2 separate regions of the Ovis aries genome follow, and region 2 is linked to region 1. The links are chromatin contacts, called in public Hi-C maps. All regions are on one chromosome and are shown on one strand. The core of a region is the stretch at or near the end of the contact, and the rest is flanking DNA. Distances in the headings are between cores, read along the strand shown.

Evidence for each region. Hi-C and Micro-C count contacts between places; a contact is called where the count stands out from the background.
Region 2: a Hi-C map of skin fibroblasts shows a contact between it and region 1, with 3 times the contacts expected there. The contact joins the promoter of CRTC2 here to the promoter of S100A6 in region 1. A contact is called at or near these places in 2 of 16 Hi-C or Micro-C datasets (omental adipose tissue and skin fibroblasts).

The regions. Positions count from the first base shown.
Region 1 is chr1:103,991,252-103,997,872 of ARS-UI_Ramb_v3.0, forward strand. It overlaps S100A6 (S100 calcium binding protein A6), which reads right to left and starts at 3,521. Exons shown (of 3, transcript XM_042243274.1): 1 at 3,482-3,521; 2 at 2,664-2,882; 3 at 2,132-2,303. The coding sequence starts at 3,521. The coding sequence ends at 2,167. S100A5 (S100 calcium binding protein A5) reads right to left here. Exons shown (of 3, transcript XM_012181831.5): 3 at 5,162-5,439. The coding sequence ends at 5,296.
Region 2 is chr1:104,340,165-104,346,785 of ARS-UI_Ramb_v3.0, forward strand. It overlaps CRTC2 (CREB regulated transcription coactivator 2), which reads right to left and starts at 3,679. Exons shown (of 13, transcript XM_060414435.1): 1 at 3,391-3,679; 2 at 547-648; 3 at 339-457. The coding sequence starts at 3,543. SLC39A1 (solute carrier family 39 member 1) reads right to left here. Exons shown (of 3, transcript NM_001163600.1): 3 at 5,135-5,791. The coding sequence ends at 5,135.

The DNA.
Region 1 (6,621 bases), core at 2,271-4,770:
AGCCATGCCCGACTCTGCAACGCCATGGACTGCAGCACACTCCTCTGTCCTCCACTATCTCCCAGAGTTTGCTCAAACTCGTCTGTTGAGTTGGTGACACTATCCAACCATCTCATCCTCTGCCGCCCCCTTCCCCTTTTGCCTTCTTTCCCAGTATCAGGGTCTTTTTCAAAGAGTCGGCTCTTCGCGTCAGGTGGCCAAAGTACTGAAGCTTCAGCTTCAGCAACTGTCCTTCCAGTGAACATTCAGGGTTGATTTCCTTTAAGACTTGACTGGTCTGATCTTGCTGTCCAGAGGTTAGGTGCCAGGAGCCAAAAGATCACCCGGCTGGCATTCCCTGAGCGCCAAGTGGCGTGTTCTTCTTCACTGGAAGGGCTCCACCAACCACCATTGGCCCCTCCCCAGGGGCTGGAGAAAGCCAACCCCGCCGGTCTGCAGCGTCCTGCTCTCTGCCCACAAGAGGGCGCTCGCTCCACGCCCCAATATGCTGGCCTCTGGGGTTCTGGGAAGGTACCTTTCCAGGTGGTGTTGGATGCAACCAAGGCCTGGGACCTCAGGCCCTGGGTCCCTTCCTGGTTCCCAACTGTGCAAGCCACTACACCCTGCAGGGAAGGAGAGGCCACTAGAGAAGGAGGGACACCAAAAGGTAAGGCTTCCAGCCCTCTTGAGACGGTCCACTCATCCCCACCCCAAGGAGGAAGAAGACAATGCCGCAAACCTGGGCCCCAGGGAAGTGCGGAGGAAAGAGGAAGAGGAGGATATGGTTTCCCTTTGAGGTCCCCAGAGCCTACAGGGGAACTTGCCTGGGGCCCACCAGGCCTGGAGGGGACAGAACTATGACACCTGCCCCATCACCCTGAGACACAACTTACCCCCTTGCCCCCACCCTCACCCACCAAGTGAAAACACTAACGCAAACAATGAACTCAGGCAGTAATTCAGACAGTTACTCACCTTCCCTGATGGGGGCTGAGAATGAGGCTTGGCTCTGATGGAATAACCGGGGTGATTCATTCTGCTAAGGCTGTAGGGATTGGCTGGATCAATATTGACAGAAAAGCTTGAAGCCATGGTTGCCCAGCCCTGGGATCCCCACCCCATCCTGAGGACCCCCCCACTCCACCCCTTTCACGAACACCCCATGATTCACATATTGACACAGCTGCCAGCTTCTCAGACCACCACCCCTAGTACAAAGAACCCTGTCCCCTGAATGCACGGTCAGACTCCTGAAGCGTGCTTCCCCACTTCGACCACCCAGGGCATAGGCATCAGAATGGAACTCAAGCATCCAGTGTCCTGTCTGTCTGTGGTGGTCTCAACAGAATGACAGAACACTCCTTGACCAGGGGCTGGGCATGTCAGTGGCACCTCCTCTGCCCCCACTTCACTGTGGTGAGAATGTGGACCAGCCCCGCCTCCCAGCGCTTGTGACTCTTCCGCTCTGACCATACCCAGAGCAAAAATAAGTCTTCATAATCAGGGACCTTGCTAGGACCATCTCTGCTCCACTCTGGGCTCAACACAGCCTGACTCAAGCACCATTTCCTCCAAGCCCATCCCAGAACCCACTCTACTGGGGACCGCTTGGGTGTGTGTGTGTGCTAAGTCACTTCAGCCGTGTTCGACTCTTTGCAACTCCATGGACCATAGCCCGCCAGGCTCCTCTGTCCATGGGATTCTCCAGGCAAGAATACTGGAGTGGGTTGCCATGCCCTCCTCCAGAGGATCTTCCTGACCCAGGGATCAAACCCCCATCTCTCCTGTCTCCTGCACTGGCAGGCGGTTCTTTACCACTAGCACCACCAGGAAGCCTGGGGACCCCTCAAGCCTTTCCTTTAAGGCGGCTTCACCCAGAGTGGACATCTTTTCTAATCCACATCAAAGCCAGCTTATGAACTCACAGCCACTCTGTTAGGGTACATCCACCATCTTGTGAGCCTTCCCACCAGTTTTCCTGGCCTGGTGAGTCACTGAGTCACTCCCAGAGGTAACTGTAACCTTCTGATGGTTGATGCGGCATCAAGCAGAGGAGGAGACAGAAATCACTGGGAAGCCAGGACACAGGGGTAGATTTAAACAAAAAATAATCATAATTTTATCGTACAATTACCACCATTAGACAGACAGATCAGATAGAGGGCGTCTCCACCTCCCAATTTATTTTCAGTCCCGGAGAAGTTCATTGTAGCTCATAGCCAAGGCCCCCAGGAAGGTGACATATTCTTGGAAGTTCACCACCTGGTCCTTGTTCTGGTCCATTTCGTCCATTAGCTCTGCGGTTTCCGCATCCTGCATCTTTTAATGTGTCAGAATGGGAAAGCCAGACTCAATGGTGATGAGACCTTGAGTTCTCTGCATTTCCCCCTCCCAGGCAGCCTTCTCTCATACAAGTGTCTCTGTTCTCACTCGTCACCAAAGATCCAGTTCCACCTTGGGTTCACTTGGCTTTACCCCTCCTCTGTCCCTCACTCAAGGGAGGGAATACCAGGCTGAGAGTAGCCCCAGCCCCGCAGGAGTGTGAACCAACGGTAAGACATGTGGTCTAGGGCCCTGGAATGTGGACAGGGGTGAGTCAGATGCACCTGGCACCCCGTCCTCTCCCAATCCTGCTGCTAAAGAGTGGGAGGTGGGGAGAGGGGGCCTGGGAGGCTCACTCATCTCCCCAAGGGTGAGCTCCTTCTGGACAAGCTCTTTCAGCTCCTTCTTGCTCAGGGTGTTCTCGTCACCATCATGGCCGGAGTACTTGTGGCAGATGACCACCAGGAGGCTAATGGCCTGATCCAGGGGGTGTCCCCATAGCTGAAGACTGGGCTCAGAGGTGCAGGCAGCGGGACAGGTCAGCAGCCTGGGCAGCAAGGCTTTCTCACTCACCCACACACCTCAAGACCACTGTCAAGCAATCCCTTCGACTCCCTTTGGCTAGAATGAGGTGAGCCTTGATGGAGAAAGCCCAGGGCTGGAAGGGGAGGGGAGGGCAGACTCTAGGGCCAAGAGATGAGTGTCCTGCAGAGAAGGGAACCAGAGCAGAGGTGGTTCTAGGATCCTAAGAAATAAATAGGACCACAGTTGAGAACTCTCCTCTAGGGGTTCCAAGAAAGTTGAGGAGTATGCTGGGAGTGTGGGCTGGAGGCTGCACACCCAGCCGCCGTCCCCCCGCCACACACACACACACACACACACACACACACGCACACATCCTCACAGGACTACATACCGTGGCACTGACTCACCCCACGCCTGGGACGCACCCTCCTGCAGCCTCCCAGGCCCGCTGTGAGAGCTGCCCCATAGGATGCCTTAGCCCGGGGCCAGCCTGACACGGCCTGCCTCTCCCCGCCACCGGCCTACTCTGAATGCCAGCGGACCAGGGAGCGCCGGCGGCGGCCCTGGGGAGAACTCACCGCCGGTTGCAGCGAAACGAGAAGGGAGCGACCGAGCGGAAGGCTGAGTGGTCGGCCAGCCCGCCCTATAGTTGCGCCGCAGGGAAGCCGGTCAGCGAAAGCGCCCCCGCCGCCCATGTCCCCCCCACGCCCCACCCTGCAGGCTCTTTACACAGTACCCAGGCCGAACTTTGCATGTCCCCTGCCCCGGCTTTTCGGGGCTCCGTGGGGTGGGTGTGAGGGGCTTAAGGAAGACCTCCTAATCTCCCAACCTCATTTTGTCCCCCATGTCTTGATGTGACAGGGCAAGGGGAGGAGGCGGAGAACCGGGCAGCGACTGTGTGTGTGTCTGTCTGTCTGTCTGTCTGTCTGTCTGTCTGTCCGTGTAGAAGTAAGAGGGTGGCTATCCTGGGAAAACCCTCGATGAAGGATAGAAGTGACAGGGCCTCTGGAACACCCATCCCACTAGGGACAATAAATTCCTGCCGCCACCACCCCCTCCCTTCCCCCACCCCACGCCCCTCCCGAATTCCACTCGGAACCTCTTGCCCTTTAAAGTGCACGCACACCCAGGCGAGCAGAGCCCTGTGTCATTAGTTATTTACCCTCCACTGCAAAGTTTTTCAGATCCTCTCCTAAGAAAGGATTTTGCTATGGAGAAGTGGGGACAGCAGAAATCTCTGGACCCCAGAGATGATGGGGGATGGGGCTCGTTGCAAAGGGGGAAATGGAGGAGAAGGGCCTGGCCTGGAGGTCAAGGCCAGACTCTGTTTTCTTAGTGTGTTGGGGTTGGGGGGAGGGAGAGCCTCCTGTGAGCCAGGGACAAGTCATTCTGGCCTGCCCACCACTGCCCTCAGGAACCAAATCCCAGCTGCCCCCAGTGAAAGGGACAGAATAAAGGGGCAAAGTAGTGGGACAGTTAATCCCACTAGGGGACTATAGGTAGAAAAAGTATAAGAGACCCCTATGAATTGATGATTACTCAAGAAAGTGGGTTTGCTTAGCCACAAAACCAAGCAGGCTTGCTTAGCAACGAAACAATGCATCAGAAACATAAGACATAGCCCCAAACAACAAAACAGTGATGGTATGAGCCCCACATACTGCCCAGTGAGCTCAGTAAGTTAATGATCCCGAGGTCATGCTCTCTGTACACATAAAAAACAGTAATTTGTGGACCTAACTTGACCATGTAGAGACAAGAAAACTCCCTGCTCAACCCAGAGGAGGAGTTAATGATGGAAGCATGATGTCTTCTAAGAAAGACAAAGGTCTTCTCCCCCTCCTCACCTTTCCTCTGATTGTAAAATTGTAACCCAGTAAGTTCTTAGGGCCCGGTATCTCTCACTCACCCACTTGTAAACCTCACAATCGTTCTCTTCCAGTAAATCACTTCTTTTCTATCACTTAGCCTCTTGCTGAATTCTTTGCTATGCTGAGACATAAAGGGCTATGGTACCAGAGCTCTTTGGAGCTCCTGAAAAAGCACCTAAGGATTTCACCCGTGTCCTCGTTCCCTGAGCACTTTGCCTCAGCAGCTTTCTCTGCATACTTGCAGCATTCCCTCGAGACAAGCAAAAGCCTGGCCCCGCTTCCCCATTTGTGTGTGTGTGTGTGTGTGGAGGGCAAGACTACGCCTGGATAAGATTAGTCACACCCACTCTGAAAGACTCAGAACCCTAAGTCCCAGAGGCTGTCCATTTACTCAAGGAGAAACTCTGCCTGGCCCCACCCCACCCCAGCGAAGGTGGAAAAGAATCTACCAAACCAGCCCTGGACACCTGGAATGGAAAACCTTTATTCCTCTGCTGGAGGGCAAGGCTGAAGCAGGGTCTGTCTGGGAGGGAGGGGAAGGTGAGGGGCCATGCAGGGTTTGTGAACAGAGCTGCAGGGGCCAGGGACCAGGCCCCGGTCATTGGCTCTCCTCCAGAAAGAAGTCGTTGTAGGCCATGCACAGCGTGGTCAGGAACACCGAGTACTCCTTGAAGTCAATCTCCTGGTCGCTGTTCTTGTCCAAGCTCTTCATCAGGTCGTCAATGCTGCTCTCCCTCATCTTCTTCGAGGGCCCAGATAGAGAGACAGGTCAGCCAGCCACCTCTCCCAGCCCTGCGGTGGCCCCTGGGAAGGTGGCCTCAGGCTGATCCCCAGCTGAGTCAGCAACACGGAGCATCTCAACCCCCAGAGCCTCCCCCCAGGCCACAGCCAGCATGGGATCTGACACCTAGCAGAGCCTCCGTGCCCTGACTCCTCAACCTGAACAAATGACTAGAGTACAGCTACTGCAGGCGCCCCTCTTCCTCTCAACAATTTCTACCATTCAAAGAAACAGCTAGATTTCCTACAACACCTCATAGAAACAGCTTGGTGACTATACTGGCCCTGAGCAGCATCCAAGTCTTACTCTGTCCCTGTTGGGGATCGTTCAGAACGCAAGCAGATCACACATCCCTCCACGAGAGCAGTGGTTAGAGCTCTGTGTTCCCTAGCTAGGAGAGCCTGCAGGACAGCTGTATGGAATGAGTGCATGGCACCCAGGCCTGCTCTCTGTCTGGTCCCCTGCCCTCCCAGCTCAGCTCTACAAGAGGAGGGAGACAGGGCGCTTGGGGGGAACAGGAAGAAAATACAGGCACATCCTGCCCGCTCCTCTTCGCTGCCCTCCACTCCAGCTTTGCCACAGGAGACAGGACGTCGGGACATACGGAGATGGAAACAGCCTCTCTGTGACGCCGTGCTTGTCCCCAGTCTGGGCTCCTGTTAAAGCCAGGCCCTCCCCAGGGCCTCCGTCTCCCTGTAATTAACCCTGCTGGACCCACGGCCCCTCCCTCTGCCCTCATTAACTCCAGGATGCAGAGAAGTAGGCAGGAAGGCCAGAGGGGAGGCCTGGTGACACCCACACGTGCTTTGGTCCCCTGTCCACAGAGACGCCTTCCCACTTTTCTCTAGGGAGGTCCGCTAAGGTTCAGGATGCCGCAGGAGAGCCCCCTGACCCAGGCTGATTTTAAAGGAAAGAGGGAGAGTGATACGTGGAGCTGGCCTGGAATTCCAGCCTCCCACTAGCTGGAGATTGTATAATGTATCTGAGCCTCAATTTTTTTTTAAGTGTAACAATAATGTGATGACTGCCACGTAGGCCTCTCCCTCTTCAGTTGCCTCCCTCCCACCACCTCCATCTGGTAAGAATCAGTTCTGCTTCCTTCCAACCTGTGTTCACAAACTAGCAGAATGGTCCTTTGGGGTC
Region 2 (6,621 bases), core at 2,429-4,928, 350 kb after region 1:
TGACAGTCTCTGAGATTGAAAGCCACAAACAAATGTGAGCAGGAGGGAAGCAAAACCCTAGCAAGAGTTGTCAGGGAGCCGTGTATCTAGCAGCAAAGAGCAAGCTGAAGTCAAGAAGGTCAGCACCAGCCAGAGACGGCGGGCACAACCACAGGAGGGACAGCTCCCTGTCGCAGGAGCCAGCGCTGACACAGGGGCCAAACGTCACTTTTGAGGGAGACTGGGTAAAGAAGCTTCTGCAAAATGGGACTGGACAGCACCTCAAGTCCCTTTTCCCACCATGAGCTCCTGAGGAACCCCACCCCACCGCCCGCCAGACTGCACAGCCCCTGAAGGATATGTGGCGGGGGTAGCGGCGAAGCGGGGACACCATTCTTCGGGGATCTCGCTGCACCCGTTCCACCAGCCCGTGATGTCGAGTGCTCCGAGATGAATCCAGAGGGGAGTGGAGGGGGCTCTGCCAAAAGAGACAGGCGTGTCAATGGAGGAAGCCCCGTGAGAGCCTGCTCTCCACCCCCGACACCCCACAAGCCAGCGTCCACTCACCTGGAACTCAGCTAGGCCACAGCCAATCTGGTTCACATTGGGCAGAGAGCCACCATAGTGGGAGCTCCTTGTGTACGCCAGCCGCAGCTTTTGGGCCTGTAACTGAGACACGGAGGACAGACGGGAACGTCAGGGAGGGTCCTGAGCACTGCTCCTGTAGCCCCGTTTGCCATCCCTGTCTCCAGGACACGTTACTATTGCTGATGCTTTCAAGAGACCTGCCAGAAGAAAAGCCACCGCTGGGGGTAAGACCCACTGAGACCCAGTACAAACAATCTGCCCTAGCTCTTCTGCGGGCTGCCCCCATCCATGCTATCACTCATGCCTGGCATCACCCGGCCAGGGAGAGCCTAACACTCTACTCAGGGCCTGTCCCAGTTGGCATCAGCCTAAACACAGTTCCTGAGGGGCTGCCAGGAGCCCCCAGGCTAATCACATAGGTGAATTCCTGGGGCAGAGTGACTATTAGGCAACTCTGCTTTCTCTTCCAGATGCGTACAGGACTACCTGGAAGACAAGAGAAGGGTCACAGGTGGATGCCACAGAGCCATGACTGCCAGTCTCTTTCCTTCTTGCTCTGGAGGGTAGGCACAGGCTTTTGGGCTCTGCCATTTGCCCAGCCTCAGGAAGGCTACACAGGGCCTCCAAAAACAGAACAACTAAATGATGACTCTTCTACCCGGAAAAACAGAGCTGAGACCAATAAGCATTCTTCTACCCAGTCCTAAAGCCCCTAAATAGGCAGGGGAGCCTGCAGAATGGGGGTGTGTGGTGGGGAGAAGCAGTAGTCTACTCCAGCCTGGCCTAGAGCTATCTCCTTGGCCTCATCCCCACTTCGGGGAGAGGTGTCTGGCACTGGAGTAAGACACCACACCCCTCAGCCTGGCATGGATTTAGTCTTCCTAAAGATCTCATGTCCCTCTGTGAGAGATGAGCATCTCCTTCTGAGGCTCAGCCTCTGCCACCAGCCAAACAAGGAGACCCAAGGCAGCTGATCAGTGGTAAATTCTAAGAGCTTCCATGGCTTATGCTGGTTGTGCATAGTCCAACATCAGAACTGACTCTCTGTCCTAAGAGGTCAGTCCAGCGAGTTCAGTGGGCACTATACTGACCTTTGGTCCACTTTAGGACCACTACTCATATATATGATAACCCCAGCTTCTCAGTAGTATAGGTCCCACAGGCCCTATCTGCCTCAGATGAGACCTCCCAGCTGGCCAGATAACAGGCTGAACTCCAGGTCTCTAATCTCTAGCTTTAGGTCTCCGGGCACAGACCATGTATGCCCTAGGTTTTTTATGTGCAGAAGAGAAGTTACCCAGCAGGGCTAAGGTGAGTTGAAGGGACAGACTGAAGCACCACAAAGAAAGAAGGTCCAGCTTTTGAGCTTTTGTTTGTACATACTAGCCCTAGATCCCATCATTCCTCCGCTGGAGTCACAGTCCAGAGGGCATGGCCTCAAGCCGTCAGCTGGAGGTCAGCCTCTTGCCCACCTTCTTGTCTCTGCCCCACCTTGATCAAAAGCTCCTAAAGGGGAGCAGACAACAGTCAGATCATGAGTCTCATAACAGTGAGAGGGGATTATGTGCAAACACACATAATTTACTTCCCCATCTAACTTTCTCTGATTCCCCAAAACTAGGACACATGGTCTCTAGAGACTCAGAAAAAAAAGTAAAAAAGCACAAAAAAGACTAACAGAGGTAACGGAGACACACAGACAAATACAACCAGAGTCCCAGTCACAGACAGATTCAATCAAAGGCAGTCAGACCAGCAGAAAGAACTTTGAAATGTGGTATTCATGTTCGGCCATCCATCAAGCTTTACATTCCTTCTAACTTCCGGCCAGGAGGGATCACTGCAATATCCTCACCTGCTGTTTGAGAATAATGTGTCCCTAAATTAGGACTGCATACCAGCTGGGCAAACTCCCACCCCACCTCTCCCTGACATCCAGCCATGGGAAGCAAGACACCAAGATCGGGGTGGCAGGGGTCTAGGTAGCTTCAGAAGCAATTCTGCCAGGATGCTTTATTTCTGGAACTGCGTAGGAATGAATATTTCCTCCCTACAGAAGACCCTCCAAGCACCCCATAACTAACCCCCCAAACGCCCATCTCCCTAGAAAGTTCAGCAAAGCATCGGTTCCACATAACTGATAGCTTACTGGTTACCTACCCCCTTTCGAGATCCAAAGCCCTCTCTCTCCTCCAAGGCGACCAGGGCAAAATACCAAGCACCAGTCTGTGAGCAATGGACCTCACCTTCATTCACGTCAGGAAACCACAAGAAGTATTTGAAAAAGGAAGCAAAGGGACGGGACGCAGGAGGGGACTTCCTGCCCCACTATACCCAGTTCAAACCACTCATGGGGCCCTTTCCCGGAGACACTAAGTGCCGAGAGTAGCGCAACAAGGCAGAGAGACCATATAAGAGGAGATCACCAATTCAGAGAAGCCAGACTAGGGCGAGCAGGCCAACCCCCCACCCCGCCCCGTAACCCAATATCGAAGATGCTGAGTCCCTCAGAGATGCACAAGGACCACCCACCTCCTAACTCCTCAGGGTTTCGGGGACCATCTCTCCGTGTCCATTCCTGCCTCACTTACTCCGCCTTCCCAGTCGTTCCCAAACTCTCCAACCTCTCAGGAGTTTCTACCTCCTCCCGCAAAATCCGTCTTCCTGCCCTCGGACCCTCCACCCGCGCCTCCCAGACGGCGGCGCCCGCTGTCCCTGCCGCGTTCCGCCTCTTTCGCTACGGCTCCCGCCCCCGCCCCGCCTCTCGGCTCGCCGCTCTGGGACAGCTCTGCTCGGCTCCCGCTTCCCGAGGCGGCCCCTTACCCGGGTGGAGCCGATGTCCATCATCACCTCCTCGAAGGCCGCCGTCTCCTCGGCCTGACGCTGCTTCTGCAGCGCGATCTTCTCACTAAACTTACGCGGATTGGAAGCTGAGGCCGTGGCCGAACCGGGCCCGTTTGCTCCCGACGTCGCCATCTTCCTCCCCCGTCCCTCCCCGCCACCCTCCCAATACAAGCCACGGCCTCCGCCGCGGGCCCCGGCCCGGCTCTTCCAGCCGTAGCCGCCGCCGCCGCCTCAGCGAGCACCGCGAACCCGGCCCCAGCCTAGCCCTGACCTGCTGCGCGCGGGGACCGCCGGGAATTGTAGTTTGTTTACGTGACTCTTTAACAGCCTCAGTCACGCAATACGAGAGAGGAAACGGACACCATTTCCCAGCAGCCCTGTTGACTCCGGGACCCGGGGATTTTGCTCCTCCCTCTCGGTTCCTCCCTGCGTGGGGCAAACTGGGAAATGTAGTTCTATATTGGTCCAGAGCCTACAAATGCGAAGGGCGAGGGTTTAAAGAGAGTAAAGGAAAAAGGGAGGAAAAGGAAGGGGTGGAGACAGGGAGGGAAGCAGGAAGAGACAAGAGGAAAATTTTGGTCATTTTCTGGGAAAGGGACTAGAGGGGCCTGAATGAAGACAGTAAAACCAGGCATATTAAAACAGCTCTAAACATCTGAAACTCAGACTCTCTCAGATTCCCCACGTGCCCACCCCTTGCCCAAGACAAATGAATCAGATACCGAACAGATGTATAGAAACTTGTTTTATTTGGGTAACATTTCCCAAAACAGGTCAGTTAGTAAAATAGATTCTAGAGAATATGGCCCTATGCATAGCCCTCCCTCCCCCAAAAATAACCCTGGGGGTGAGCCTTCCCCTTCCCCCTTGGGATCCTCTAGTATAAAAAAAATTTTGGCAGCTCAGTGTTTATCATCTAGGCTTGGGGCACCGTGTGCATGTTCAGTACTCCTAGGGTGCAGCACAGTAATGGGGGGGGGTGGTAACTCTGCCAACATGCCCCCATCCCCAGCTCAGCAAACATTTCTACCACAGCTCACCATCTGGGACCAAAACAAGGAGAACCCTTCCACTGATGTGCTGGCCAGGGCTCAGCACCTTCACTTGTGCTTTGAGAAAGAAGGAGGGGATTTATTTGGCACTTTAAAAAGAGAGTAGTGAGCAGGACTGGAGAAGCCAGAGGAGGTACCAAAACTGGCAGGAAGAGGCCATTTGGCACTAGTCCTCTGGGAGAAGGGAAGAGGAAGATAGATATGAAAGTAGGAGCTAAGAAAAGTAGGAGGAAACCACTCCAAGTGAAAGAGGGCTGAAATGGGCTAGAACCAATAGGACTGCCAATTCAGCCTATGCCTTCTCTATGCCTCTATTCCCCCATAGCGGTTGGGTGCTCACCTCCAGCCTTACAAGTATCCACTTGTCCCTATGTGTAGTGTCTGACCCCTGATACTAGCACTCACTGTCTTCCCTAATCCTGATGTCCCTTAATCATATCTCTAGTGACTTGACCATCTTTTGTCCCTTGGGCCTGGGGGTCAGGCTCTTGTCTGCCCAATTTCCTCTCATTGGACAAACAGTCTCAAAGGCTCCAAGCCTATCTCCCAAAGAACTTTTTGGCCCTCAATACCTCCCTTCCCCACTCCTTCCTTTTCCCCACACACTGGGAGAGGGGGAGGGAGGTCAAGGGCACGTGGTACCCAACCTTCCCTGCCTGTCTTGGAGCTTTCTAGATTTGGATAAAGAGCAGGCCAGTGAGCAGGGCAAAGCCTGCTAGAAGCAGAATGACCTTGAGGATTCTCTGCTCAGAAGTGGCCAACTCCTGGGGCAGGATTTCCAGGAAGGTGATATAGAGAAAGGTGCCAGCCGCCATGCCCTCCAGCACAGACTGGGCGAGCTGGTGTAGTGGCCCAGCTGACTCTGCCAGAGCTGTACCCAGTCCAATGCCCAGGGGTGTCATGCATGAGAAGAGGATCCCACAGCCAGCCACCACCTGTGCTCGCAGGTGGCTCTGCAGCAGCCGCAGGGACAAGCTGACTGCCAGGATACCCTTATGGAGCACCAAAGCCAGGCACAACTCCATGGCCCGAGCCTGGTCTCGCTGCAGCCCCACCGCCAGCCCTTCAAACACTGAATGCAGGGCCAGCGAGAAGACCAATACAGAGGCACGCAGCGCTGAGGGAGCTGATGAGGCTCCGCCTGCCTGTGGGACCCCCAGTCCATCGTGCCAGTGCTGTGGCCCACCATTCACTGTTCCAAGCAGAGCCCTTGTCTCCTCTCGAGGTGGTGGTCCCGACTGTTCCTTGTAAGCCAGCGTGATCTGCTCCATCACCAGGACCAGGAAGAAGCCCATGGCCAGGATGAACTCTTGGAGAGGGAACTGGAGCTGCGGGCAGAGGGGACAGCATGGAGTTCAGGAGACAGGCCAAGAAGGGAGAGGAAGAGTCATATGCAGAGTTTAGTCCCAGTTACCCAGACCTGGGGTCCCACACAAACACAAAGCCACTCTCAGTTATGCAAAAATACAGTCACGTGGTGCCACAGACTGAGAATGACATACAGCCATACAGATTATGGTGTCACTCCCAGCGTTACATGGAAACCACGGTTTCTCAATTTTGGTACTATTAACATTTTGGATCGGACAGTTCTTTGTTGTAGAGGGCTGCCCTGTGCCCTGTTGGATGTTTAGCAGCATCCCTAGCCTATACTCATTAGATGCTAGTAGCAAGGCAAGCCCTCCCTCCCTGAGTTGGGACAACCAAAAATATTTCATTACTGAATGTTTCCTGGTGGGTAGGAGGGGGGTGGATTGGAAAGGTGGCAAAATCACCCCCAGTTGAAAGTCACTGACGTAGCAAAGTGTGACATGTAGGCCACACACTGGCCCTCTTTCCCAAGTGCTCACACACTAAGCCACATACTGTCACAGGGACAATGAGGCTTACACACAGTCACACAGAGACACAGGTCACTCAGTCACAGACATAAATGGTTACAGTCAGTGTTACTTCCTCAGTTCCTCCAACCGTCTCAGTTTTTCCAATAAGACTGTTCTGTGCCTTGGACATGATCTTCCCCATATCCTTCTTCCTTGGGCTATAGAAACACCAGGTCCCTGGAAATTGCCTCCTACCCATCCCAGGCCTGTAGGGCAGGGACCTCTATCTCCAACCCTTCAGGAAAGTGCTGAGAGGGTAAAGAGGATTCTTGGAG